Linked DNA regions of Oryctolagus cuniculus: region 1 is linked to region 2. The links are chromatin contacts, called in public Micro-C maps. All regions are on one chromosome and are shown on one strand. The core of a region is the stretch at or near the end of the contact, and the rest is flanking DNA. Distances in the headings are between cores, read along the strand shown.

Region 1 (4,516 bases), core at 1,352-3,851, 51 kb before region 2:
CATTTGGGGAGAGAACCAGCAGAAGGAAAGAAAATCTCTCTCTTTCTCTATATTGCTCTATCAAATAAATAAAGAATCAATATTTTAAAAAGTCACTGGAAAGAGAAGCAATTGAGAAGCCTAGAGGGTGGAGCTCTGGGTGTTGCATGAAGTACTGGTTCATTAAAGTTTAAACCTAATAATACAAGCTGTTCATAAAGTCCTATACTTAGTAGATCTACTACATGGTTCAAATAAAGATACCATTCATTAGTACAAGCATTTAAACAATTACTTGGAGGGACATTTATGGGACATCAGAGGACACAGTTCTATCCAAACGTCCAAGCTTTTGTTGGGGTAAGGCACAGGGCATTTTCCCACGTGCAGCTGTCTGTCTTGATGGTTTGGCTTTTCCTTCTGGGGTTTTTAGGCAGCCAGGCCAGTCACGCAGCCTTCTAAACACTGACCCTTTTTTTCCCTCTAAAATTCCTGTCCTTGACCCACTCTTTTAAGGTGGACGGTGCCCCCTTGTCCTCCCCTCTTAACTTTTTCAGTTTCTGCTTCAACGTTTCTCCCCACATTTACTTCCTTTGTCACATGGCTGCTTCCTTTCTCCCTGCTTCTCAGATTCCTCTCCTTAGGAGAAAGAATTGGAAGGTTCCCCCATCCCAGGCGTGGGCAGTGAGAGCAGGCCTGGGGAGACAGCGGGTTTTGTGCAGTATTGTGCATCCAGCCAGTGTTCAGATTACTGGGTCAGGCCTTAGGGCCTGGTCCTTGTGGGTCCCAGGTGCTCTCTGACACGTGAAACAGGGCTTTGCCCCTCGGGTCTCCTGGTCCCTCTGCATAGACTCAGAAAATGGGAACAGGCATCTATCCAGGGCTACCCATGAAACTAATGGGCAATGACGGATGATTGGCATTCACATTCCTGAAATAGGCATATTAACCCAGATACTCCCTGATTCAGGGGATAAATGTGGGACGCACCATTAGCACTCCATTTGGGAGTTCTTGCAACAGAACCAAGGGGCCCCCCACGCAGCAGCCTTTTCCCTTAGAAAGTGGGTCAGAACAATGTAACATCTCAAGTAACCTGCTCACCTGTAACTCGCTTCAGCTCTTGAACTTGGTGTCCTTTCACCCAGGTTTCAAGTCATGCACGGGAGATACTCATCTGTAGATTAAACCACAGAGTACTTTTCTCAAATCGTAATCTCTTCCTACTCCCTGTAAGGGTTTTCCGGAGCAGGCTTGGAATCACAGAAATTGTCGGCTCCTGATTCTCCCTTTAATCTTGTGTTACGGGAACACAGAGAATGAGAAGGGAGCCCGGGAAGAGAAGCTCCACAAACGAGGTTTAGGGTCTCAGTATGGCCCCTCACTAAGGGCCATCCCCACGCCAACGACCAGGAAAAGGGCCCGGCTGCGTGGGCTTGAGGGTCAGAGATTTGAGCGCGGCTCCCAACCCCACTCCTCCTGGCTCTGGGACCCTGGGGCAAGGCACAGGCGCCCCAGGTGGCACAGCTTCTGCAGATACATTGGTAACCAGCTGTTCGTCAGAGAGCCTGGCCAAGCACCAGCTGTGGTGCCCCAGGTTCCGTCCCGCCCCGAGCCTTCCTAGTGGCGACCCAGGCGGCCGGGGAAGGAGGTGCGGAAGGGGACCTGCCCTTTCCCCTTGGCGACCGCTGCGGGCCCTCTCCGTGCGCGGCGGGGCGCAGCTGCGGGAGCGCAGGGAGACAGGGTCCTCTCGGCCTCTCTCTCCCAGGGGGCCGGGGCGCCGAGCCGCCCCCCCCCCCCACGGGGTGGGGTGGGGGACACGTTTAGTTTCTAACTCCCCCCACCGGCGCTCTCTGCAAAGTCACACAGCCAAGTCTTGAACCGAGACGCCAGCAGGGCGCGGCGGCCTCTGGGAAGCAGGTCCAAGGGACAAGTTTCGGAGCGCAGAGCGCGCACAGAGCGGCGAGCTCCGTGGCGCTCCTCCCTGCCGTCCAGTTTTTAGGAGAGGGAAGCCGGCGGGCCCCAAGAGGTCGCTGGCGATGCAGGAACCGAGGCCAGATGGTTGGAGAAAGGGGGAAGGCACGCACACACAAAACACACCCAGAAACTTTCTTCCTCGCGGCGGCGGAGACGCGCCGCCCCCGGCCCCCGCAGCCGCGGTAACGTGACACCGAGCGCGCCCCGGGGACCGCGCGGCGCGGGCGGGAGAGCGGGTCGAGGCGGCGGCGCCGCGCCGGAGGGAGAAAGGGGAGGAGGCGGAGGAGGAAAACCCCTGTCCAGGAGGTGGAGCGAGCGGACGGTGTCCGCCTCCCGTTCCTCCCTGCCGTCCCTCAGAGGAGCCTGAGCCGGGACAAAACACGCCGAGACCCACAGACGCGCGCGCACACACACACGCGCACACAAAGCCGGGGGTCCACGCTGGCGCTGAAGGCGAGCCCCGGCGGCCGCGAGCGAGCCCGAGGCGCGGCGGGGCACGGGGCGCCGAGCCGCTGAGCGCGCGCGCGCGGGACGGACGCGGGCGGCGCCCGCAGCCGAGGCCGGGCAGCTCAGGCGCTCGGGCCGCGGCGGGCGGCGGGGACCATGCCGAGGAAAGTCTCCTGAGCCCGGCAACTTCGGCCCCGCCCCACCCCCACCCGGCTGCCCGCGGCGCGGCGCGGCCCTCCCCATGCGCGGCCGGCCGGCCGGGCTCTTCTGCAGGCGGCGGATGGGTGACCTTTTCCTGGCCCGGGCCGGCTGTGCGAGGCGGCGGAGCAGGCGATGAAGAAGAAGCAGCAGCCGCAGCCGCAGCAGCAGCAGCATCCCGGCGGCGGCGCGGATCCCTGGCCCCATGGGGCCCCTCTTGGGGGCGCCCCCCCGGGCCTGGGCAGCTGGAAGCGCCGGGTCCCCCTGCTACCTTTCCTGCGCTTCTCCCTCCGGGACTACGGCTTCTGCATGGCCACGCTGCTGGTCTTCTGCTTGGGCTCCCTCTTCTACCAGCTCAGCGGGGGACCCCCTCGATTCCTGCTCGACCTGCGGCAGTATTTGGGTAAGGACGCGCGGCGGGCGGCGGCCGCGCAAAGTTGTGTCCCGGGGTAAGGGGGCGCGCCGGGGACCTCTCGAGCGGCCCCCCAGCCCGCCGCCGCTCTGAGGCTGCCCAGATGTGACACCCGCCACCTTCAGCGCCGGCGGGTTGCGGGGACCCGGCAGATACCCCGGGTGGGGCGCCGTCCACCTGCCCCCGCCCGCCCCGCACTGGGGCAGGATGGATGCGTGCGTGGTTGTGTGTATTCAGGCCCGGCGATGCGGGAGCAAGCATGGGGGAGACAGTCCGTTCCATGACAGCGTTGGGGACCACCATCGCGTCGGGTCCCGCGCTCCACAGTGTGCGGGTGGGTGTAGCCCTCGGTCTGGTCCGTCCCGCTCCTTGGCCTGGCCCTTGACAGCCCCTGCTCACCTCGCCTTCCGCAGCGAGCGTGTCCGAGCGAGCTGAGCCCCTGGGACTGGGGCCGTCCGGGGGCGTGTGGATCAGCGAGGCCAGCAGGGTCGCCGCCTGTGACCCGACTGCGCGCCGTGCTGTGTGCGTCTCGAGTGAGAACTTTTGTTGTTGGTTGGTGGCGGTTTGGGAGCGAGACCTCCTGTCTTAAGAAGAGGGAAGGGAGGGGTCGCGGCGGTGGAGACCAGAGTCGCTCAGCGAGTAGGCAGGAATGGCGCCTCCCTCGTCCTGGGCCCGGGGAGCGCACGCCAGGTCCCGGGGACGAGTTTGCAGAGCACTCAGATTTGTGGCCAGAAGACGCGGTGCCAGGAGAGCCGCGCAGAGCCCCAGTCTGCTGCAAACCTCGTAGATGACAAACGCGAGCGGCATCCGGCACCTGCACCGGGACAGCGAGCGCCGAAACGGGATGGGCTGGCTGGAGGCCGCCGCTGTGACCCCAGGTGTGCCTTCGCCATCGCCGAAGCCACGGGTCTAGAGAACAGAGCGTTTGGCAGGAAAGCAAGCCCGCGCGCGCGCACACACACACACACACACTCACACACGCGCGCGCCTGCGAAGTGACAAACGTGTGAGGGCGTTTGGAAATAACACAGAGAAAGCACAGTTTTTCCCATGTAGAGGAGCTCAGATTGGAAGTTACAACTTTTATATCAGCAAAAATGGTGGGACGCCATGGTTTTGCAAGATGAGTTAGGGAAAAGTAAAGGGAAATACTGCCCGAGTAGCTTTCCAAAGTATTAATGCTTAGCACCTGGTTTCATAGAGCATTGGAGATATAATATGCCTTTTTATTAGGGACTCAAATCTCTTTTTTTTCTGCAAGTTCCACATTTTGGCATTTCGCAGTCACCTACTGCTGTCAGGAAGAGGACTGATTGTCCCCGCCCACAGCCATCATTACTGACTGGCTTGGGGAGGTGAGTGGTGTTGGTGCGCATTAGCCTTTCTCTGTAAAATCAGGTAATTTTTTCCCCAGAAGCTTCCTAGAAGCAAGGCATAGAGGCCAGAGTTGTAGGGGACAGTACAGTGGTCAAGGGTGCAAAAGGACTCTTCAAGAGCCCTTGA
Region 2 (4,892 bases), core at 2,035-4,534:
ATTCACATGACCAGATCCTGGGGGAGATGGGTGTTAGGAGGTTGGGCGGGACCGCAAGTGAGGAGGCTCGATACGGAGGCAGTGGCCAGGCTATGAGGAGCACACCAAATCCTCCATTCTGGAGTGGGGAGTTTGGCCATCCTCCTAAAGGTTGGCAAACCTATTTGAGTAGGTGGGCAGCATGGTCTGATGGGAGTTCTAGAGAATTCACCTTGAAGCCAGGTGGGACATGGAGTACAAGAGGGTGAGAACAGATCAGGAATACAGGAGTGATCCAGACCTGAACCAAGGCAGGGCCAGGGGAAGAGCTGCTGGCAGCTTAGAGATGCAGTGGCTCCTGTGTAGGCGGGTGGCATGTGGGCTACGTCCATCCCACACAGCTCAGAGCCAAGGGGACAGAGGAGAAAGAAGGAATTTCAATTGTTGGTTTTGTTTACCTGTTTGCTCCACAGTAAGGAGCAGACTTGGTGGTGGGGAAGAGGAGGGAGCAAGTGGGCTGTATCTGGTGGCACCATGGAGACGCAAGTGGATATTCTCCAAGGGAGGTGATGAGTGGAGGTGATGAGTCAGGCCAGGTGCTCAGGAGCATGTGTGGCCTGGGGAGTGATCATGCATGATCGCCCTGTAAGTGAGAGGATACGATGAAGGAGCCTAGAACGTGAGAGCACACTGAGAAGCGCTAGCACCGCCCACATTTAAGTGGTGAGCAGCTGGGTAGGAGGTGCCTCCCCAGCGTGTAAAGTCAGGAAAACACCCAGGCCAGCGGTGCTGGGGGGCCAGGGCAGGGGAGAGTTTCAAGCAGAGGTGCTCCACGGGCCCAACCCTGCCAAGGAAATGCTCCCCAGGAGTCATCACTCCTGTCTGTGCGGAGCGAAGACAGGGAAATGGCTGTGGCTTGAGTGGTCTCGAAAGGCAGTGAAGGAGGAGCTGGATCTACATGAAGACTTTAAACTGATGTTGGATTTGGATAATGAGGGCAGCTAGGGCAGGAATATATAGTCTTTTTTTAATATTTATTTATTTGAAAAGAAGTATTATACACAGAGAGAAGGAGAGGCAGAGAGAGAGAGAGAGAGAGAGAGAGAGAGGTCTTCCATCTGCTAGTTCATTCCCCATTGGCCGCAACGGCCGGAGCTGCGCTGATCCAGAGCCAGGAGCTTCTTCCGGGTCTCCCATGTGGGTGCAGGGGCCCAAGGACTTGGGCCATCCTCTACTGCTTTCCCAGGCCACAGCAGAGAGCTGGATTGGAAGTGGAGCAGCCAGGACTCGAACTAGCGCCCATATGGGATGCTGGCACTGCAAGTGGTGACCTCACCTGTTATGCCACAGTGCTGGCCCCAATATATAGTCTTATGCTGAGACTTCTCTGGGAGGAGTTGGGGGACCTGTTTGGGACCCCAAGGCTGCTGCCTTCCCATCTGTCAAGTGAAGTCTTCTGTGATCCACACCTCACTGTTTCTCAACTCCAGCTGGGAGCCACTGCTTGTTCCCCATTTCCCAGGGCTCTGCATTCACCTTGCTCTTAGGGCTTCTTCCTGCTCTGCCTGGGACTGAGTTACTTGTTTACAAGGTCCCTCAGTTCCTGGGCAGTCCTGTGTTCTCCCTCATGTCTGTGTCTCATGTGGCACAGCTGTGGCCCAGAGCGGTCTGTGAAGAGCTGCAGGCTGAGGACTGGAGCAGGTAGAGCAGGTGGAACAGGGAGCTGTAACATCCACTCTCACGAGGATTCCTCCTGGTGCCTCCATTCCTACCGAAGGCATTCGAGCAGGTGTTTGTTCCAGTTGCCTCATCTTTTATCTGCACTTTGTGTCCTCCTCACTCCGTCACCGTCTCCTTTCCTCCATCACTCTCCTCTTTCGCATCTCCCTCTTTCTACCTGAGCCCCTCCCTCCCCTCCTGTCTCCATGGCTTCCCTTCCACCTCCTTCCCTTGCTGGCTTCCCAGTTTCCTATCTCACTGTCTTCTTAGTCTAGTTGATGTTTTTGTACTTGGTTTTGTCAGGAAGCACCTAGACACTCACAGAGTGTGCACTCAATGCTTCATCTCGCTTCTGCAAAAATTTACCTGGCATCCTTTTGATTGGTGGTGGTAGTGTTCAATGTGAAATATTCTGCATCTCACTTTGGCCTATATGGGACGTAGAATTGGAAGGAGGTATCAGTATCTCTCTGTCTCTGTCTGTCTGTCTCTCTCACCCCCCCCCCAATATAAATGCTCTCAAATCTGTTAGGTTCCAGTGTGAAAAACACATGCCTTTAAAACTGAACATCCTTGGGGCCGGCGCTGTGGCATAGCATATAAAGCTGCCACCTGCAGTGCCAGCTTCCCATATGGGTACCGGTTCAAGTCCCAGCAGCTTCACTTCCAATCCAGCTCTCTGCTATGGCCTGGGAAAGCAGTAGAAGATGGCCCAAGTCCTTGGGCCCCTGCACCTGTGTGGGAGACCCGGAAGAAGCTCCTGGCTTTGGATTGGCACAGTTCTGGCCATTGCAGCCAATTGGAGAGTGAACCTCTCTCTGTATAACTCTGACTTTCAAATAAATAAATCTTTAAAAAAAGAGAAACTGAGTACCCTAAGGTGAGTATGAGCTCTTTCCACACCTTGGAGAGGGATTCCTTTCCCTGCCAAGCCTAGACAGAGCCTGGTGCAGATTCTGGGCTTGGGCATCAGTAAGAGGTGGAGGAGGTGCTGCTTCTCAGTGGCCTGTGGCTGTGCCCATGGCAGTTCCTGCTCATCAGAGGCTCCCTGTGGGGATTACCCAAGGAGTCCTGAACACCATATGCAAATCACCTAGCACAAGGCCAGTGTCCCATCAGCCCTGAAGGTTCCCTTATGTCCCCAATGCCACATTTCCACTTCAGTGTTCTGCTTCCCCCTTAATTTGTCTTTAATGAAAGCAAAGCATTGCAAATCAGTTGGCTGACCATTTTCTGCAGGGGAAGAGCCCTTACCCCTTATTCATTTAAGGATCTGGCTTTGCGTGCGAGCTGGAAGGTGTCCTGGTCTCATGGTATGAGACGTGGGCTGCTGTCTGTGGCCCATGTCAATGGTTATGAGGAATGATGATACGTATGTTTACAACAGGCCACGTTGGATTGCTTCAAGGGCTATTTGTATCTGTGATTCACAATGAGAGAGACTGCCAAACAGAAAGGAATTGGGTTTTTCTAGTCTAGTTGCTATTTGGGTTGGCCAACAGTACAGCCTCCTCACCCACCCTCTTTCTGATTACAGCCAATGATTGCATAACATTTGAAGATCAGATTTTTTTTCTTTATTTTTTGGAAAGCTGGCTGTGCCACGTGGCTGTAGAGGAATCCTCAAGGAGTGCTAAACCCTACGGGAATTTAAGAGGGAAACTACTCCATTTGTTTGCCTCCAGCTAATGCCATCATTAAGTCATCTAAGAAAGATTTTGGTAATTTCTTCCGTTTTTTAGAAATTAGAAGGTCATGTTCATTTTCCCCCTAAAGTCAAATCCAAGGGGAGACTTCCGTGAATAGTCCGGAGAGATCTTTAGCTTAATAACTGAATAGAGTGCATGGAGTGAGGTGCCTCCTCACCGCTTAGAGGGTACACACCAGAAGCAGCACTTGGGTTTTGAAAGTGTGAGGATCTCTTTGGCTGTTCGTTGTGTCTGTTAATATGTTCATGGTGGGTCTTCTGCCTTCGGTATTTGGTGGTTTTGGTTTGTGGATTCATCTTCTATGGACTTCACCTGTGGATTGCTGAGGTGCTGTGGTTAAGGGTGTTTCTCTACAGAAAGGACTTGGGTGTGCTTTGGACCAGTGCTCCAGGATATCTTTGCTCTGAGACTACTCATGTTGATCATGCCCAGGGGTCTTAGACCTGATGGTCGTGAAGAATTTACTTTGAAACCCAACTGGAAGTCATATCCCAATTATGAATTCTCTGCAAGACTAATATTTTTCTTTCTCTTTTCTTTCTGCCTAGAGCCCATGCTGCGACAAGCATCCTTATATAGGATGCAGTAGGTCTGTGAAGGTCTGTGTTTTACATGATGTTATTATTTGTGTCCTCCCAAAGCATTTGTTGGAAACTTAATCTTCAGTGCAGCAGAACTGGGAGGTGAGGGGCCCAGTGGGAGGTGTTCAGGTCAGAGGGCTCCATGCTCATAAATGGATCCACGCCATTATCAAAGGGCTTAGGCTGCACGCTCAATCTTTCGCTCTCTCCTGCTCATACGTTCTCACCATGTGATGTTTCCGCTATGTTGTGACACAGCAAGAGGGCCCTTACCAGATGTGACCCCGTGATCTTGGACTACCCAGCCGTCAGGATGATGAGCCAAGTAAACTTCTGTTGTTTATAAACTACCCAGTCTGTGGTATTTTGTTATAGTAGCATAAAATAAGATACATGGGATACTCGACTCTCATTCCACCCCACTGTTGGGTCCATGATTAAACCCTCAGGCTTCTTTGGCCTTAAAAACCGAAGTCCTGTGTTTGTCCCCCTGTCACCAAGGGCTGCCTGGGGATCAGCACTTGCTTAGGGCTCTGCTTCCTTTTTCTCCTTGGACTTTGGGCACAGCCTATTGTCTCCCTGAGCTCAACCAAGCTTACAAGATGAGATTTATCATATTTCATCCAACATTTCCAGATATCTTATGCTGAAAAACTGTCCAGTGAGTTCTATCTGTCAGGTGGCATGAATGGGAGTTGAAGTTGGAAGATTTGGGTTAAGGCTCGAACTCTGCTAATTGTTTCTTGGGTTTGCATGAGTGCTTCTACCTCTCTAAGCTTCAATTTTTTATTTTCTCTAACTTCTTAGTTATTTTCATGTATTTGAAATGTGGAGAAACAGAGACAGATGGAGAACTCTGCCATCCACTGGTTTGCTTCCCAGGTGCCCATAACAGCCAGAGTGG

Evidence for each region. A called contact is a pair of places that touch in the nucleus more often than the background predicts.
Region 1: a contact with region 2 is called in a Micro-C map of ear pinna, with 1.7 times the contacts expected there. The contact joins the promoter of UST here to the enhancer-like site in region 2. A contact is called at or near these places in 2 of 6 Hi-C or Micro-C datasets (ear pinna and an unstated tissue).

Annotation. Positions count from the first base shown.
Region 1 is chr5:19,250,988-19,255,503 of mOryCun1.1, reverse strand. UST (uronyl 2-sulfotransferase) reads left to right here and starts at 2,601. Exons shown (of 8, transcript XM_051836817.2): 1 at 2,601-3,004. The coding sequence starts at 2,737.
Region 2 is chr5:19,200,588-19,205,479 of mOryCun1.1, reverse strand. All of the region lies in intron 1 of UST (uronyl 2-sulfotransferase), which reads left to right. Among named protein-coding and RNA genes, the nearest start is that of UST, 50 kb to the left of the region's middle. Within about 2 kb of position 3,284, at least 4 of the 8 cell types and tissues checked have an H3K27ac peak or open chromatin away from gene starts, as enhancers often do. A contact at or near this core is called in ear pinna, where this site is marked.